Regions from separate parts of the Mus musculus genome. Here all the other regions are linked to region 1. A link is a contact called in public ChIA-PET and HiChIP or PLAC-seq data. All regions are on one chromosome and are shown on one strand. The core of a region is the stretch at or near the end of the contact, and the rest is flanking DNA. Distances in the headings are between cores, read along the strand shown.

Region 1 (2,984 bases), core at 215-2,714:
CGGCCCTTCCTCGGGGGACACGGACTTTCCTCAGGGGACACGGCCCTTCAGGGAGTGAAGCAAAAGGCTCTGGGCCAGGCACAGACAGCTCAGCAGTGGAGATTCAGGCAGGGACTAAGATTCTTTAAGGACTTGCCTAGGCTAGACCTCATTCTTTACAATGCCTCTAACATACACACCTCTCCATTTTATGGAAGAAGAATCGAGAACCTTGAGCAGTTCCATCATATACATATACACTCATGCGTGCATGTGCACATACATATACATACATATACACAGAAAATGTTAACTAGTTAAAACAAGCATTTAGAGGATTGAGCAGATGGTTCAGTCCAAGCATGAGGAAGTGAGTGCAATCCCCAGCACTCATGGGAAAAGGCTGATGGAGGCAGAGACAGAAGGGTCCCTGGCAGATCGCTGGCCAGCCAAGCTAGTCATGTTGATTAATCCCAGGGTGAATAGCAATAAATGCCAAAATAACAACAATAATAACAGTAACAACAACAACAACAATAATAATAATAATGTGGACTGCAACTGAAGAAGACATTTAGCTTTGACTTTTGGCCTCCATATGCATGCACGCACACACACACACACACACACACACACACAGAGAGAGAGAGAGAGAGAGAGAGAGAGAGAGAGAGAGAGAGAGAATTCAAGATTAGTTGATGCAATGGTGCACAGTAGCGATCCCAGCATTTGAAAGACTGAAACAGTGTAAATTCAAATGAGTTTGGACAACACAGAGAATCCAAGGCCATCCTGGACTACTTGGTGAGACTGTCTCAACAAAACCTAAAACAAACACAAAATTTAGGATAGATTAAGAAGACATTACTGAAATGGAGTCAAATTTGCAGCCTATATGCATGTTAGGCTAACCCCCTGCCCCATTATTTATTGACTTCCTGAGATAATGAGGGGACTTTCCCCTGAGGGCTGCCTGGAAGAGGCAGAGCTTAGCCCTGCTGGGGCAGTCCTCATCAGCCAGATAACCAGAAGTTCCCTCAGGTCTCTTGGAGTCACCGTGAAACAATGTCACTGGTGGGGTATGTTTCTTCCAACTTTCTGTAGTCACCAAGGTCTGTCTGGCCTGGGTCACCTGTCCCCTGATGGATCCTCTTCCCCATAGACAACATCAATCTCAGGTCTGCTCAGAGGAGCCCACCAAACCAGATGCAGGAGGTGTCTTTACTCAGTGACTTGTTAAACCTAAGCTCAGCCCTGGCTGCTACTGCAGAACCTGGTAGGGCTGAGCCAGGTCGAGTAAAAGGATTACGCTTTCGAAGTCATCCCACCACAAGCAGACCAGGCCCTTCAGGACCAGCAGACCAACCTCCTCTCACGTTGCGTCATCGCTACGGAAATGCAAATGTGCCACTGTTTTGTGACCAATATTGCAAAAATTAGAAAGAGGAAGTTGGGTTTTGTTCTTGCATGAGTTCAGCCCTGGGGGAGATGCAGACTGGTCTTGGAAGAAGGGTGAGTGGAGATTGGCTCCTGGGATCTTTGCAGAATCCTACAGTGTTTGTCTTGCGCTGTGAAGGGGCTTCGTGGCGGGTGGTAGGAGGTTACTAGAAACCAAACAGGAACCATTCAAGGGAGACAGATGTTTTCAAAGCAGGAAGTTGCTGTGGCACGGTAGCGGTGTCTCTTTTCATGCTGTTGTCTTTCAGTGGCTCGTACTGGTGAGAAGATAGGGTTGCTATGGGTGGGCATGAGAAGAGTTCGCGACTACAGAGTCCTGGACGTGCTATTGGCAGGTGGGGCACAGCTCACACTTAGGCTATGGGCAGTCTGTCGGTGACTACTGTGGTCCCTGGGAGGCTTGGGGGGGGGCACAGATCCAAGGCTGACCCCACCCAGTGTGCCTTAGTGGGGAAGAAAGCATGTCTTTTTCTGCTTAAGCAGAAGAGGTGGTCCCAGGGGATGATTTAATGGAGGCTAGGCCTTCGCATCCCATGTGGTTCTGGAATCTTCTCCAGTCTACAGTTTAGATATTAACAGATATGTCTGTCTAGCTGGGCACTGCTAGGAAAGAAAACTAAGCCCTCAAAGGACTCCTTGGGACCCCCAGGGCTTCGCCTGGGCAGCTCTGGGTAGTGGTACAGCCACTTAGGAGGCTGGCAGCCATAGAGCAGGCGCACGGCAGCATGGATAGAATGATATGATTATGATAACACTATGATACTATATGCCATGCAGAGTAAGCAGAGGCATATTTGAAAAGCCGGACTCTAGGACCTGTGGGGAGTGAGGCAGGAGTCACTGTCATTGTGGATGACAAGTCACTTGCCATTTTTCTGGGAGTCCCTGAGTGCTAGGGAGGATGAGCAGCTATAGGGGGATAGGGAGGGGACTCTGGTGAGAAAGAATGCCAGGGACAGGGTGATAGGCAGACTCTGCCTTGATTTCCCTTTCTGTAAAGTGAAGTCAGAATGATGCCAAGCCACACTGAGGTTTAGAGCTTACGCAGCTCTGCCTCATTTTAGATTGGTCCTACCTAGCCGGGGGTGGTGGTGGTAGTGATGGTAGCACACGCTTTCAATCCCAGCATTTGGTAGACAGAGGCAGGTGGATCTCTGAGTTCCAGGCCAGCCTGGTCTACAGAGCAAGTTCCACAACAGCAGGGCCACACAGAGAAACACCATCTCTTGGGGGGAAAAAAAACCAAAAACAAAGACTAAAATTGTTAGCCATTTGTGTGTGTGTGTTGAGGCATGTGTAGGGAAGCCAGAAGACAGTCTCAGATGTTATTCTCCAGGACCTGTCTATCTGGTTTTTTAGACAGGTTCTCTCATTGGCCTAGCTTGACACGTGGTTTACTGAGACTCTCCCCAGCCCCCATTTGGGTGAGAGATGAAACAGGCACAGAGCACTCTGCCAGCTCATCCCAGCCCCCCCCCCCCCGCCCAAAGTCTGTGAATGGACTAGCTGGTCCCCACATAAGCTCTCTGAGCTGATAACACACACTG
Region 2 (2,984 bases), core at 316-2,815, 340 kb after region 1:
CAAAATCATGGGTGCTAGCACAAAAGCTTTCTCCCCTCTCCCTTTTTAAAATAAATAAATAAAAGCAGTAATGTTTAAAAGAAATAAAAAACAGGCCAGGCAGTCAGGATGGCAAAGGGCTAGCCCAAGCAGGCCAGCAAACAAGAAACCACAACAAAAATAAACACAAACCTAAACAAGTGAATGAAATATATATGGAATGTAATCTTGTTAAGAAAATACAAGTGATTCATGTGCAATCTTGTATACTAGCTGTGAATTACATAAAACTTGATTATTTTGGGGGATGTTATTATTTAGTGAGGCTTTAAGTGTAATCTTAATTTCTAAATGACATGGAATTACTTACTCTGGGATTAAGTTTTCTACTCAGCTAGGCGGACTAGTGGCCTCATCACTAATTTTATACATAAGTGGCATAACGTATCGGGTTTAAAAAAATTAAGGAAAATCCATCAAGGCCCTAAGCGCATTTCATCTGTCTACATCACAGGAGCCTGTGTTTGAGATTGGTGGAAGAATGGGGTGTTATGATCACAGTTCATTGTATACACGCATGAAACTGTCAAAGAATAAAAATAGTCTTTAAAAGAAAAAAAAATTAAAAGAAACTATAGAATTCAGTTTGCCTATTCTCGAAGACTCTGATGGGGGGCTTTGAGTCTGCATGAACTTGGTGTTCTGTGCGATGGATGGGTCACTCCTGTGTCCAGTGCACCCCGCTCCAGCAGCGGCTTGTCTAGAAAAAGAACAGATGAAAAATTGAAGGTAAGCAAAAAAACAAAACAAAACAAACAAAAAAAACCGCTCCTTTTTCTTGGGGGAAGGGGGAGCGGGAGGCGGGTTTCATGTAGCCCAGGCTGGCTTCCAATTGGATGGAATGACCTTGAACTTCTCTGATCCTCTACTCTCCACTTCAGAATGCTGGGATTACGGCCTAAGCAACACGCGGGAATCGAACCCTGGGCGATCGAAGATCCCAGACAAGCACTGTGCCAACTGAGCTACGTGCCCAGGTCCCCAGCGGACAGCTTCTCCTTCAGAACGTTTGGTCCTGGCTCAGCATACGTACCGTCGGCGCCTGGGTTTAGCCGGACCCTCGCAGCCCGAGCCCCTGGAGGCAGCGCACGTCCGCTCGTCTCCGGAGGGCGGCGCACGCCGGGGAGGCTTGCCCCTCTCGGGGAGTCTCCTCAGCCGGGTCCCGACACCAGGCCGTGAAGCCGCCGTCCCGTCCCGGGAGCGACGCCATCTTGTCGCCGCCGTCCTCCTCCGCGGCTCGCGCTCCCGGGCTCCAGGCTCCCCCTAACCCCGCCGCGCGACACACGCGGCGGAGGAGGAGCGCTGGCTGCCGGCCACGCCTACCGGGCCCGCAGCCGCGAGCGGGGCGGAGCCAGCCTCGGAGGCCGCGGCCTCCGGGCGCGGCCTGCACGGGCCCAGGCGCCTCCCCGAACCCGCCCGGCTGCGGCCCCCTAAAGGGCCCGACAAGCCGAGTAGCGCTCCGCCTTCTCCGCCCCGCCGCCGCCGCCCCGGGAGCCCGGCCGCGGCCCCGGCGCCGCCTCTTCCGCCTCCCGCGTCCGCGCGGGCGGGCCCGACGTCAGCGCCGCCCCGCCCGGCCCAGCTTCGGCCTCGGCCTCGCAGAGCGCGGCGGCGGCGCAGGTCCCTCCCCAGACATGGCCCTGGGAGGCGGCAGCACATGGCGGCCGCGGCGGCCGTGAGCGCGCCCCCGGCCAGCCCCAGCCAGCCCTGAGGCTGCCCGCGCCCGCCGGCCGCGCCACGGCCCTGCCGCCCCCAGCCCCGCCGCCGCCGGCCCCGCCGCCGCCCGCGCGCGCGCGCCCCGCCGCCGCCGCCATGGGCGTGCAGGGCTTCCAGGACTACATCGAGAAGCACTGTCCGAGCGCCGTGGTGCCGGTGGAGCTGCAGAAGCTGGCCCGGGGCAGCCTGGTGGGCGGCGGGCGGCAGCGGCCCCCGCAGACCCCGCTGCGCCTGCTGGTGGATGCCGACAACTGCCTGCATCGCCTGTACGGTGGCTTCTACACCGACTGGGTGAGCGGCGGCCAGTGGAACCACATGCTCGGCTACCTGGCGGCTCTGGCCAAGGCCTGCTTCGGAGGCAACATCGAGCTCTTCGTCTTCTTCAATGGCGCGCTCGAGAAGGCCCGGCTGCACGAGTGGGTCAAGCGGCAGGGCAACGAGCGCCAGACAGCGCAGCAGATCGTCAGCCATGTCCAGAACAAGGGCACGCCACCGCCCAAGGTCTGGTTCCTGCCTCCGGTCTGTATGGCCCACTGCATCCGCCTGGCGCTCATCCGCTTCCACGTCAAGGTGCGGCTGCAGCCGGTTCGCCGGGGTCTCCCAGGGCTGGGGCTGGGGTCTCTTTGGGCCTGAGTCAGGATCGGGCCTGGTGCCCTTTGGACCGATTCCCTTCGGGTTTGGGTCAGGGTTGGGGTCTGGGGTCACTTGGACAGGAGTCACAGTTGGGCTACAGGCCTCTTCGCGCTTCGGGCTGGGCCTGGGATTGCTTGGGTAGCGATCAGAGTTGAGTCTGAGGTTCCTTGGCCCAGGGGTTTGGGGCTTGGCCTAGGGTCTTTTTGGGCTTGGATTTGGGTTGGACTTGGGAGGTCTCTTAGGTCACTGTCAGCGCTGAACTAGTTCCGGGAAGCCCAGCCTAGCCCAGAGTGAGTCCTGGGTGCCCCTGCCCGTGGAAGGCCTCAGCAGGCTTCAGTGTCTCTCAGGGCCCCTCTCGGGACATAGCGTGTCACCATGCCCAGGCTTGATGCAAGCTAGGCAGAGGGGCCCTAGAGCAAGATGGATGCCCGGGCCTTTAGGCCTGGTGTGGTTGAAGTCTACCCACCACATTCCTCCCTACTCTCTGGCCTCTGTGGGCCCATAGACTTGTTCATATGACACTTGAGGCTGGTGGATAGACCCTCACCCAAAGTGGGATCGGTGGTGTCGTCTCCCACATCCTCAGTCTTTCTCCTCCC
Region 3 (2,984 bases), core at 182-2,681, 340 kb before region 1:
ATTTACCTTGGTCATCTTTCCGAGTGATGATCTCCACGTCAGAAACTTCTCCAAATCTGCCGAACTGATTTTGTAGGTCTGTCTCAGAAATGCCCTGTCCAAGTCCACCCACAAAGAGGCGCTTCATTTCTCTGTTGCCTTGCATGGATGTTGGGCATCTATCTGGAAAAGTTAATTTTGGACAGAAAAACAATTTAATAGTTTTCCAGAAATTTAACACAACTCTTTCCCCTGAAACTTCTGTGCCAACTTCATCTTATGAAGCTATGTCTCTTCATATGTATTGCTTTCAGATTTTATCAGTGGAGATTTTACAAAGGCCCTCCATCCACATTCTCAATGAACACACTTTGCAACTGCACCTAAGTACAGCACATCCACACATCTTCTCCCAGATGTTTTCTCTAAAACAACCACAGCTATTATATCTTATCCTTATTGATTTTTTATTCGAAGTACTGCCCTCCCCCATTCATTTCTACATTTTTACCTTAACATATACTGGCAAAAATAGTAAGCTAACGGATAAAAATAGCTTCATCCTGGAGCTCCAGTCATAACAAAGTCTGCAATTACAATAGTATGGCAAAATACAAGTGTCCCCTAAGCGCTGTTAAATCACAAAGACGGCAACTTAAGTTATACCTAAAATATGTTTCCCCACTGTGTGCCTGTATTGTTCAAAGCAGTCTGAGTGGATCTCATCGGTCAGGGGAGTAGGAGCGGTTACGGCTTTTCCCAGTGCCACTTAGAAAACAGTAGTGGTGACAGCAAGGATCATAATGAAGTCTAATTTTGGAACCCGGAATTGTTAACACTGTCCTACCAAGATTGCTGGAAACGTTTTCCAGAGGTCGCTCCATCTCGTTTAGCTCTCGGCGGATGTTCAGCTCTTACTCAAACCTTTCTCAAAAGTTGGCTGTCTCCTTCCAAGCGAGATCACTAAATAGCGGCAGAAGCCCAAAGCAAAGGCCAGCACTCTGGGAAAAAAACCTACAGTGTACCCCTTCTTGGTAGCCACCGCCCCATCCTTCCAGCCCTGCCCTCTCTCTTCGAGAAGCCCCTAAGGAAGGAGAGGAGAGGCTAAGCCCAATAGCCCATCACTTCTCACGAGCAAACACTCTTCCTCAGGGCGCTTGTCCGACTCAGCTCAAGCCCGGCGTAGCACTTAACGTCTAATAACACGTGCCGGCAAGTGCATTTTCCTTTCCTTCCTACAAAGTTTCCAACCCAATCTCCTAAGGTTCCGTTATCCCGCAGTTCCAGAGGGCTCTTTATTTCCTCCGCCTTCGCTTTTACTGACGTTCTGTTAGTTCTCCTCCACGTTGTAAAACTGACAGAGTGTGAGAAAGAAAAATAAAAATCGGTAATTCCTACAGAAAAGACACTCCGCCGCGTGGTTCCTGATTTCCGGTTCAAGTAGGCGGAAGTGAAGAAGCGGAACCAAAATAAAGAGACTCCTTTCCTCGTGCTTCCGAGAATCCGCCCCCTTCGGTGACGTAAGAGCTCGGCTGGCCCAGTGGCCGTTAGACGGGATGGGCGGCCGTTGGAGGGTGACGTGCAATTTGGAACGAACCAACTCGCAGAGGCGGCGGGGGTGTCTAGACGCTCGACGCGACATTTCGCGGGCCGTCAGGCTCGGGAACGTCGTCCGAGGCCGTGGGCGTGGACGCGCGACTCCCGGCAGCCTCTCCCCCCGTGAGCTCGAGAGTGGTCCGTTCCAGGAGCGCGCGCGCTCCTTGAAGTCTCCTGGCTGCCCGAGGCGCCCAGACTGCCATTCTCCGGGCTACTTCACCTTCAGGGTTCCACGTCGGTAGCCATGGATTCCGAGACCCGCGAACTGCGCGCCCTGGAGGCGGAGGTCGCAGCGCTGCAGCGAGAGTGCAGAATGCTGCAAAACGCTGGGGAGAAGGCGTCCGGAGCCTGGTACGTGGCTCGGGTCCATCCCTCCCAGCCCATGCCCTGTAGCACCCCGCGGACCTCTCAACCTTATGACAGTTCTGGACTCCGACTCCCTCACCCCCCCAAGACCCATGCTCAAGAACGTGGTGGGAGACGTCCTGAAATGTGAACTTGAATCAGTGTTCTGGGAGAACGATGACCTCATGAGTGTGTGAACGCTGCGTTTGGGGCTTATGACTTGATTATAATCAGCAGAAAATAGTTTCCTTAAGGGTTGTTTTCGCCCAGTTGATGAGAATCAAAGGGAAAATCTGGCTTTTCTTTAAGCAGTCTTTGCCTTCGGGAGAACAGCATCTAGATAGCTGGTTTTGTTTTGTTTTGTTTTTCTGGGTTTGGAGACATTGTTACTCTGTAGGTCAGGAACTGGCTCAATTTGATTTCAAACTCAAGAGTCTTCTATTCCGCAGCCCCCAACTCCCACACACAGTGTTGGAGTTATTACCTGAGCCACCATACTTGCTCTTGTCTAGTTGGGATTCCCTCCTTACTCTGGTTTCATGGATTTGTTTTTGTGACTCATCTAACGATGTAGTTAAGGGGCCCTGACCTTTTTTTTTTTTTTTTTTTTTTTTTTTTTTTTTTCTGCATTATGTTAGAAACATAAGGGTTGGGGGTATATAGCCCCAGGGCAGGGCAGCCTAGCATGGTCAAATTGGTATATATGGCTAATGCCTTCTATAGGAAACTGTGATAGTCTTCTGATTAGTTACTATTGTTAAGCCTTATTTAAAGGTAGTTGATCTGAGTGTTAAATAGTTAAATAGCTTGCCTAAGGTCCTAGAGAAATCCAAAGCCCAAGCATTGCCCATTCAAAGAGAGAAGGAAGGCTAGAACTAGCAGTAACTTAGTATCTTAAACATGGAAAAAAAATACCTTTTTTATTAGGTGTAATTTGGAACAGGTTCAGAGAACCTTAGTGCAGGAAACAAATTCTAAAGAAAGAGAACGTTGTTAACTGTTGAAAGAAAGAGGGAGATGTGTGTGTGGCCTCCAGCTGTGCATGCTCTTCACAGCAAGAATGG

What was found. ChIA-PET counts read pairs in DNA pulled down with a chosen protein or histone mark. HiChIP or PLAC-seq counts read pairs in DNA pulled down with a chosen protein or histone mark.
Region 2: a contact with region 1 is called in an H3K4me3 HiChIP or PLAC-seq map of the SCID.adh cell line, with 11 read pairs. The contact joins the promoter of Fam120aos here to the promoter of Fgd3 in region 1. A contact is called at or near these places in 1 of 39 promoter capture datasets (pre-B cells), 1 of 484 Hi-C or Micro-C datasets (regulatory T cells), 4 of 115 datasets of contacts at active chromatin or transcription factors (the SCID.adh cell line, effector CD8 T cells, memory CD8 T cells and 1 more) and 2 of 9 other capture datasets (adipose tissue and liver).
Region 3: an RNA polymerase II ChIA-PET map of memory CD8 T cells shows a contact between it and region 1, with 137 read pairs. The contact joins the promoter of Nol8 here to the promoter of Fgd3 in region 1. A contact is called at or near these places in 15 of 39 promoter capture datasets (the 3T3-L1 cell line, 3T3-L1-derived adipocytes, the C10 cell line and 8 more), 24 of 484 Hi-C or Micro-C datasets (the Ba/F3 cell line, the C2C12 cell line, CD4 T cells and 12 more), 10 of 115 datasets of contacts at active chromatin or transcription factors (the 230-238 cell line, DN3 thymocytes, the NIH/3T3 cell line and 6 more) and 3 of 9 other capture datasets (adipose tissue, embryonic stem cells and liver).

The regions. Positions count from the first base shown.
Region 1 is chr13:49,307,688-49,310,671 of GRCm38.p6, reverse strand. It overlaps Fgd3 (FYVE, RhoGEF and PH domain containing 3), which reads left to right and starts at 1,464. Exons shown (of 18, transcript NM_015759.2): 1 at 1,464-1,491.
Region 2 is chr13:48,966,693-48,969,676 of GRCm38.p6, reverse strand. It overlaps Fam120aos (family with sequence similarity 120A, opposite strand), which reads right to left and starts at 1,565. Exons shown (of 2, transcript NR_015601.1): 1 at 1,073-1,565; 2 at 1-739. It overlaps Fam120a (family with sequence similarity 120, member A), which reads left to right and starts at 1,617. Exons shown (of 18, transcript NM_001033268.3): 1 at 1,617-2,322. The coding sequence starts at 1,849.
Region 3 is chr13:49,651,525-49,654,508 of GRCm38.p6, reverse strand. It overlaps Nol8 (nucleolar protein 8), which reads right to left and starts at 1,431. Exons shown (of 17, transcript NM_001271397.1): 1 at 827-1,431; 2 at 7-162. The coding sequence starts at 863. Cenpp (centromere protein P) reads left to right here and starts at 1,778. Exons shown (of 8, transcript NM_025495.3): 1 at 1,778-1,926. The coding sequence starts at 1,820.